Regions from separate parts of the Drosophila melanogaster genome. Here all the other regions are linked to region 1. Evidence: chromatin contacts called from public Hi-C data. All regions are on one chromosome and are shown on one strand. The core of a region is the stretch at or near the end of the contact, and the rest is flanking DNA. Distances in the headings are between cores, read along the strand shown. Region 1 holds the start of Hnf4 (Hepatocyte nuclear factor 4). Region 2 holds the start of Sema1a (Semaphorin 1a). Region 3 holds the start of lncRNA:CR44415 (long non-coding RNA:CR44415).

Region 1 (3,085 bases), core at 153-2,652:
TGGAATATATATAATATATGATCATATCAAATTTTGATATTTCATCCAATAAAATTTTATATAATTTTTTTGTAAATTTGTGATATTATCCACTTGATGCCAATACTTCGTATACTGTTTAAGATTAGGATCCCCATCATTACAGTTTTGCAACGCACTGTTTATTAAGCCGAAAAGCTTGTCCTACTCAAATGCTAAGCAAATAGTCGTAGCCAATGTTGGCAACTGGTTGAGTTAAGCGACTTGAAGGCAGTAACTAAGAACTCAATAAACTTACTTAAAGCTCAATGGCCAGACGATGTTCTTTCTAACTATCTTTGTTGTTTTGTTGTTGTTTTAGCTGCAGGGCTTTTATCAGCGACTGCTGCTGCTCTTGTTGATATTGTTATTGTTGTTGTTGCTATTTTGAGTTGTTATTGTTGAGTTGACCGCATGAATGAAAGCGAATATGGAAAAAAAGGCAGACACACACTTGTTGATTTCTTTATGCGATTTTGTGGCTCGTTATAATTAACGTTTCTCCGTATTATTTTGTTGTGTATTTTTCTATTTTTGTTTTCTTTTTGGCACCGCGACACGCTTCTTCGTTTTTTTGGGAGAGATTTCGTTGTTTGGCTTTTGATTTTTTACTATTATTGCACTTGTTGCCGCCGCTGTGAAATTCATCTCGGGCGTTTTTTATTTAATGAGTGACTTTTGCAGGGCAGTTGTATAACTGGCGCACTGCATATATTCATTTATATCAATCAAAGCGGAATATACAGCTTATAAACATTGTCTTTGTTTTTGCCTTTTGCAGTTGTTTCTTCCAACGTCACTGGAATTCAACTACGGCTTCTGTGTTCCGTTACAAAAGCGCTCACTTATCACTCTCTCTTTTTTCTCTCCCTCTCTCTCTCTCTCTCTAGCTCTCTGCCTCGCACACGCACACTAGAACATGGCTGTTACGTAGTTGTTTTTGCCAAACAAAAATTCCGTTCACTTTATAAGTTTAATATGCATTAATTGCATAAATGTGGTGTTTTTTGTAGGGAGAGGGGCGGGGAATGTGCTCGACTTGCAAACTGCAGTTGATTGAACCCGCTCTCTCACGCAAACACACTCGCACACCCACGTTCAAATTCAAACTGGTGGAGAAGAGAACCCGGCGCAGCGATTGACGATTGGCGACTGAAATCAAAGTCGCCAAATCGAACGAAAGATACAAATTGGAAATGGCACCATCAACGCACAGTACACAGCCGTTGCGAAAAGCGGAAAACGCGTGAGCAAAACAAGATGCGATAATATCACATTTTGTTGCTAATATTCTGTTTGGCAAAGTTCAAAAGGGAGTCACGCGAAAATAGCAACAAAGCGATTCGCGGAGAGTAAAAGTGCAATTGCTGTGGTGTGCGTGTGACTTTCCATCACGTCAATTTTCAGTGATCGCGGTGGAGGGCTGCCAGACTGTGATAAAAACATACGATCTGGTAGCACTACGCTTGGATTGCCAAGCTTTTTTGACACTTGCGAAAGCTAATTACTGCGCGCACTATTCAAATTCAAAATTTTATCGTTTAAAATATATGTGTATTATAATTACTAGGTAACAGTAATCTCCATTTCCAAAGAATATTCAAATTATATAAAGAAAGTGTTCAATACCAAAAAAAACTTCTCCAATCAAATGTTAGAAAAATTGGTTTATTGAGATATTTTTTGCCAGCTAACTGGTACAGTGGGTCACTATGGGTATACATATACATGATGGGGCTTTTATATAGATATTATTTTAGATCTGAATGCTCACTATGATTATAATATATATATATATTTTAGTTGGTGTTTCATTGTACATATATGCACTAAGAATTGTACACGTTCGAATATTTACATTTAATTTAGCACATGTACCACGCGTATGGTGTTAAATAAATAATAAATTAGCATAAAGCAAATAGCTTATAGCGATCATAGAGAGAGTGGAGCTGAATGCAAGACTTTCTCCATAAGGTTATGAAATGCGCTCTCTGGGCGACGACATTTTAGTGGTTTTACACTTGTTATTTGTATCATCTATATAATATTACGTATAGCGTTAACTAGGTAGAAGAGTGTTCTCCGAATACGATCAGACACCATTTAAGTTAGTGGGGGTTAAGAGTAGAACGTAAATTGCACTAATCCTTAGACTTAAAGATAAGCTTAAATTGTCACGTGCTGGAACTTAAATACAGGTACGATTTAGCAGCGGTCGCGGTTGTTGTACGCCTTCACCTTGGCCACGGTGCACTCGAGGGCTGCCCGAATGTCGCTGAACACGGGCACACCCTGCCTCTTGGCCAAGTCGATCAGGTACGACCGTCCGCGATTGTAGTCCTTGATGGCCGCCACAGTCAGCTGGAGGGAGAAACATAACGTCTGGTTAATAAAAGTTCAAATAAAATGAACGAATAGAACTCGCTGTATATGCTTATAGTTATATATGAGCAAGATATAAGATATAACTATCTAATGGACTGCGTCGACAACCCACCTTCTCGTCACCCAGGACACAGTCTTCGGGCAGCATTTGCACCGCCAGCACCACATTGTACATGAGGCCAATGCAGTGGGCGGCCAGGGTCATGGGCGCCAGCGAACGGGTCTCGTTGGTGATGACGAAGAGCAACACTCGACTCGAGTCGAGCAGCGATGGGTTGAACAGGCTCTGACGAACGGCGACCGGTGGTAGGGACCAGCTAAGTGACTCCTCGGCCACGGTCAGCTCCTCTTGCTCCTCCAGCTGCAGCTGGTTGCCCCTGCACTTTCGCCGAGTGCGCACAAAGGAACGCTGCTGTTGCTGCTGTTCCTGCGGCGGCACTGTCGGCTGCTGAGACTGATCCTGGTTCTGTTCCTGGTTCAGAATCATTTGCTGGATGCTCTCGTGCAGCGCCGGTGTATGGAAACTGACGCCCTTGGACTGCAGATAGGGCACGGCCAGTTCCTGACGCCACTTGGTGCGCAGCACACAACTTCCGCCCAGATAGACATCCCGCAGATCCAAGCCACCACCGCAGCAGAGTATATCGCCGGCACTGGCTATGGAGCTGTTGCTGGAGAG
Region 2 (2,960 bases), core at 282-2,781, 170 kb before region 1:
GATGAGGAGGAGGAGATCATGGAGGAGGTGGTGCTGCGACCTCGCCTCATCGACCGGCATCCTCATCTGCTGGCCAACCCCAGTGGACTGACGACCACGCCCAAACGGATCCTGCGATCCGCCAAGAGCGTTCCGCACATGAATGTCCGTTCGTCGGCCAGTGAGACGGATATATTCTCCATTAGCGGTACGATGACCGGAAGCAGTCAGATCAGCATGACGCCGGAGGTGCCATCGATATCGTTCAGTAATCTGCCTAAGAACTACGAGGACACGCCCACTATTGAGAAGTACCGGGTATCGCAGAGTCTCTATTCCATTCAAACGGCGAATGCTGCTCGGGCCACACAGGATGATTACTCCATGCCGCGCTACTTCCGTCGATCTGCCATGCTATTGACCCAGAGCTCTGAGGTGCTGCCCGGCGCCAGTTCACTGGCCTCCATGTCGCCATCGATGGCCTCGTCCTCTGCCTCGCCCGGGTCCTCCAAGGACGAACTGCGACGGCCAGAGAAGGAGAAGAGCAAACGACTCCAGATGCTGCGTGGCAATCTACCGCCCTTACTTATTCATTCCGTGTCCTTCAAACGAAATCGCGACGAGGGCAAGCAGGTTGACTAGTCGCACTGCAGATATACATATTTATTTGTTAATCACTTTGTCCATGTTTTTAATGTTTTAAATTTATTAGCCTTTAGTACCTGCTTATGCGTTTTCTGTATTATCTTCTAAGCAATGACCTTGTCCAAACAATTCCTCAGTATTCAGATGTACTTCATTTTGAATTAATGATTGATATTACAAAATAAATTGTATTTTACCACAAAAAACAGCGATTAAAGATCCTACTTAATAAATCTTTATAAAAATCTAAACGATATCTATTTGTACCATTTTAAAAGAAATAAATGCGAGCTTGAAAAAAAATGCACTTATCTCCCCGACGGGGAATTGAACCCCGGTCTCCCGCGTGACAGGCGGGGATACTAACCACTATACTATCGAGGATGTTATACAAAGTGAGTCAAACTCGGGTTTTCCGTTTGCGGAGTGTGAATGCTTGTTTCAATTTCATCTGTTCCCCATTTGTACTCTGAAGACAGTGTGCAAGCTCGAGACGGTTGTTTGACAGTGGGTAGACAACATCCTCGATAGTATAGTGGTTAGTATCCCCGCCTGTCACGCGGGAGACCGGGGTTCAATTCCCCGTCGGGGAGAGATGTAAAAATTACTTTTTGTTGATTGTTTTAATTTATTAATTTAATTTTTTAATTTTTTAATTTCAAAATTTAAGTAATGCAATACATGTTTCAGACCAACAAATTAAAATAAAAAATTGCACCATATAGCTTAAAAAAACGTCAAACATGTATATTTAATTAGGTCATCCTGGAAGTGATATATAATGAAACACATTTCAACGGGTATATAAGTTTTGTTAAGGGGTAACTGTAAGCCGGACCCATTTAGCTTACCACCCAATATGGTAGCACTGGCTGTAGAAATTCCCAATGGCAACGCTAGTCGACCAGTTTTCATTCGTATTGGCGTGTGTGTTGTTTGTACAACAAAACATTCTAGTTGTTTTATTTGCAAGGTGCTCATATAAAAACATAAACAATATATTTCGTAGAGTGCCCTAATAATTTATTAAGTTGTGAATTAAACAAATATGAATAAGAAGCGTGTCCAAGTGAATTGGTTAAATTGTAAATTATAAATAAAGCAATACATATAAACGGCCGGCAAAACAGAGAGCGCGTTTTAAGAGAGAACCTAATAGGAAAAGAGTGTAGAGCTGCCAGGTTTCAATTAGGTACCAGGTACCAAACGTATTTATTATTCGAGAAGAACTATTTTTGGTGACTAAATATGGTTTCTGATTATAGAAGTGTTCTCCTAATATATAATTTTTAAAAATTTTTTTCTACACGTGCCCTCAGATTGTTGATATTCAAAATTCGTACACAAACGCCCTTGACAGGCGCAGTCTCACCCGCGCCCACTGAGAGCGGAACGACGGAAATTTCAAACATTATTTCTATTTTCTATTTGAATTGAAACTATGTATTTTCCATAATTTTCAAAATATTCTTGATTTTTTTTGAATAACTAAATTAATTATTTTAAGTATCGCGAGGGAGAATAAGAGTTTAAAGCGGCCGATTATATTGAGGGGGAGTTTCAGTCAACGAAAAGGAAATAGTGAGAGGAGAGGGCTTATTGAAGAGAGCCTCTCATTTTAAAATTTCTCTTTAAGCGTGTTCCTTCTAAAGGACACAAGAAACTAATATGTTTATGAAATAAGAAACTTAACCGTGTATGTGTTTTCCAATTTTGCGTGAACAAATAAAAGAGCTCAAGCATTTTATCGTTTGAGTAATTTTAGATAAAAATTTATTAATATTTTTTAATGTTTTCAATTTGCCATAGACAACATTTTTTCCAATAAAATTCGGTAATATAAATAACATGGTGTTATGGCCTGCAATTTTTATATAAATTTTTAGTAGCACGCTCTTAGTTTAATATTTAGGTCAATAAAATAATTATCCTTATTGTTTTTTTTTTTAATTTGCATATTGTTTGTTGACCAGCTGTTAAGAGAAGAGAGGAGAGAGAAAAAGAGAACCGAAAAAGTGACCGTTCGCGACTTCGCAGTCAGCGCTGGAAAACGCACTAACGCGCGGAAAATGCCCTAGCGCCAGAGAAAGTGCCATTTGAGACTGAACTCTCTTTCGTGCGAGTTCCCTTTTCATTCGAAAATTTAACGCCCGCGCTGCTGCAGCGCGTTGTTGCTCCGGTTGGAAAATATCTGAAAACAGCATTAATAAATAAACAAAAATATTGGATAAATCGCCGGTAGAAACGCTGCATAAAACGAAATTTGGTTTCTTGTAAAATATTATTTTTCAAGATATTTTCTTGTTAATTTCCGGATATTCGACAAGGATATAAAT
Region 3 (2,866 bases), core at 104-2,603, 180 kb after region 1:
TGCAGAGCATTTTTGGTCGGTAAACTCCCCCTGGAACGCCCACTCTTGGCACTAGACAGCATTTGATTGTTTGCTGGAGGTCTGAGTATGTGCCGTTCTTGTAGGTATGGGTTCTGCTGTCAGTTATGCAAAATAGCTGACATGCCAAGGAAGCAGGGTCGCTCGACTCCTGCGCCCCAAGCCAGTTGGCTTATCTCGGCTGGCTTATTGATAAAGGCGGCGGAAGGGCTTAGACAGTTAAAAAGACGGCCGACGGAAGAAGCAGCCCACAACAAAAGTATGCCGGGGAAAAAAACGAAAGTCTTCTGATTTCTTTGGATACTCGACATTTCTATTAGAAATGCCGCCAATGGAACCCAAATAGATATAGATCCGATCGGAGAAGGAGTTTTGCGCGTGTTTATGTATCAATCAGAGGAGCGGATCCATTGGCATGATGCGGCACAATCCGAAGTAGCTGGAAATGGATCTGGGATCTGTGTGGAGATGGGGATGAAGAGATGCACTGACTCAGCTGCGAGTTCTCTGCGATCATGAGAAAGACGAGATTAGCGCAACGAATTATGAAATTGAAATTACTCTAAAAAGTGTTTGGCGATCGAATGCGATACGAGTTCGAATCCGAAGACCAAGACTCAGCATATTTTAGTAATACAAGCTAGTCATCGTGGATCAAATACGCTGTGCCGACGCCAGATATTTGGGTTTACATGTATATACATATATATACCTTTATCTTGGGGGCCCATCCTCTCCAGATGCGCTAATCTCGTAGGGAGAAGAGTCCCCCGCCATCTTGGCCAATCCAATCCAATCCAATCGTATCCAATCCAAGCCAGTCCACTTCGATCTAATTAATCAACATTCAGCGGCAAACAGTGTCAAATAGTTCGGGGGTCGCCTTTTGTAATTGCTACCATTTGAAATGGAAATCGATGTGGATGTGGAATATCGCAAGTGCCTCGCCCAGTCGACTGTCGATTGTGGCCTGTGTGTCAACTGCGACACGGACGGTGACTGTCACCTCGCGTTGAGGTGACTGCAATCGATCATGGGTCCATGTTCATGGGGCCCTGGCCTCCACTCCAAACGGCTGTCTTTGTGGCCACGGTCTCTGATTAGCCGCCGCATTTACCCGGCATTCCACGCTTGACATTTTTCCGGGGACCAAACAGCTCCATTGTCGGCCAATTAAACGGTTACCAAACTGATTGTAGCCAAGCGATACGGATACAGATTCAGATCAAGCCAAAAACTGAAACCGAATGCAGTGTAAATTTGCTGGAATTACATGAGACATTTAATGATTCATATATGTATCAGTACGTTAATTTGGGATTATTATAGTAATATTATAAACGGACGCATGTAATTTTATTTTGGGTATTATAGGTTAACTAAACATTAACCGTAACTGCATGTAACATTATTTTAATATCATAAATAAAATGTAATATGAATAAAATATTTCTTATAAAGGGAACTATTTCATTGTAACTCATTTAGTATTCTGTCCACTTTTCCAATTAACCACTAAATGAATCTTTTATCGCCGGATCCCCACCAAAAGAAATCGTAAGTTTAGCCCGGACAAACATTTTCGCTGGCACCTTCCTTGACCATTTTGGTTGGCGTCACCTGTCCATCGCACGTTCAAAGCTGTCGCTGGTGCGTTAAAAATGATTAATTAAGGCATTTGAAAATCATTTGTCATTCTTAATTTATTAATTAATTAGAATTGCCCAACACGTACATTGACACCTGAGGCGGACTCGAAACTCCAAGTCCGAGTCCCTCATCGGGGATGTCCGACTGGTAATGCGATATAGAACCGGTTCGGCACTGCCTACAGATACAGATATTGTCTCGAACTAAGCAATATAGTGCATCAAAAAGCTGAACTGTATCAGTACAATTTAAAATCTAATAAAATTATAAATATATTGAAAATAATGATAATTATAAAAACGTAGCACCTTTAATATTGCATATATTATTTCATTAATTTCCCTCATGACAATTTGAAAACAACGAACATTGGCGGCAACCTTCGGTATCTTCAAGTAAAGAGAGTTGCCATTTTGATTATTACACATTTCTAGAGCTGCCATCACAATTTCTACACATTAAGAGAGTTGCCATCCCGGTTTCTACAAATGTGTAAGACTACATATCCTTAGAAATCAGGATGACAAGGCCTGATTCCCCTCAAAATCCTTATAAAGGATAATGACATGTGCAAATATACTGACTAAATAAAGGCGATTGGCATAGAAGTATTTTTATTTGAAATGCTACAGTAGATATACAAAATTGGTTTGAACATCCACTAATTTCTACGAAGGTTCGCCACTTGGCTTGAAAGCTTGAATGGTTCGGGTCTTTGCTAAATATTTAAATTAAAAAAGAACGCCGATTTTATTATACCCTTACTGTGCGGCAGATCGTTGCTCAGGAAGAATGCATTTCTAACCCCAAATTTAAACTGGCTTAAGAAGTATTCTAACTGTCGTAAGCCTGTGTGACTATATAATACCTCATGGTTGATGCAGTTATATCTGGATCTCGTATTATACCTAAAATGTGTACTTTTCTTCATTACTTTAAAAATCACAAACACTTTGTCCGGCACTTCGTCAAGGGACATTCAATCACGTTCTAGCCTTTAGCGCTGATGAGCAAATAAAACTATAATCTCCTCATTCATTATGCGCAGTCACAGAAATGCCATTGTAATGTGCTTTGATTCGCTTCGATTTACGATCTCAACGCACAATGGATCACCGATAGCCATAAGGAAGTCCAGATCTGACAGCAGCTGCCCCCTACGAATTATGTTTTTATAGCTAAATGATAAATGTAGACG

What was found. Hi-C and Micro-C count contacts between places; a contact is called where the count stands out from the background.
Region 2: a contact with region 1 is called in a Hi-C map of the Kc167 cell line, with 4 times the contacts expected there. A contact is called at or near these places in 3 of 107 Hi-C or Micro-C datasets (the Clone 8 cell line, the Kc167 cell line and wing imaginal disc) and 1 of 7 datasets of targeted methods (the Kc167 cell line).
Region 3: a Hi-C map of the Kc167 cell line shows a contact between it and region 1, with 3 times the contacts expected there. A contact is called at or near these places in 11 of 107 Hi-C or Micro-C datasets (the Clone 8 cell line, the Kc167 cell line, the ML-DmBG3-c2 cell line and 3 more).

Annotation. Positions count from the first base shown.
Region 1 is chr2L:8,708,209-8,711,293 of dm6, forward strand. Hnf4 (Hepatocyte nuclear factor 4) reads right to left here and starts at 1,403. Exons shown (of 8, transcript NM_164834.2): 1 at 278-1,403. raw (raw,) reads right to left here. Exons shown (of 9, transcript NM_080050.3): 8 at 2,519-3,085; 9 at 1,672-2,382. The coding sequence ends at 2,227.
Region 2 is chr2L:8,540,616-8,543,575 of dm6, forward strand. Sema1a (Semaphorin 1a) reads left to right here and starts at 1,532. Exons shown (of 22, transcript NM_135399.5): 1 at 1,532-1,597. CG17834 reads left to right here. Exons shown (of 6, transcript NM_164827.2): 6 at 1-824. The coding sequence ends at 621. It overlaps tRNA:Asp-GTC-1-4 (transfer RNA:Aspartic acid-GTC 1-4), which reads right to left and starts at 1,008; the gene lies at 937-1,008. tRNA:Asp-GTC-1-5 (transfer RNA:Aspartic acid-GTC 1-5) reads left to right here and starts at 1,146; the gene lies at 1,146-1,217.
Region 3 is chr2L:8,886,675-8,889,540 of dm6, forward strand. lncRNA:CR44415 (long non-coding RNA:CR44415) reads right to left here and starts at 1,354. Exons shown (of 1, transcript NR_133073.1): 1 at 1-1,354.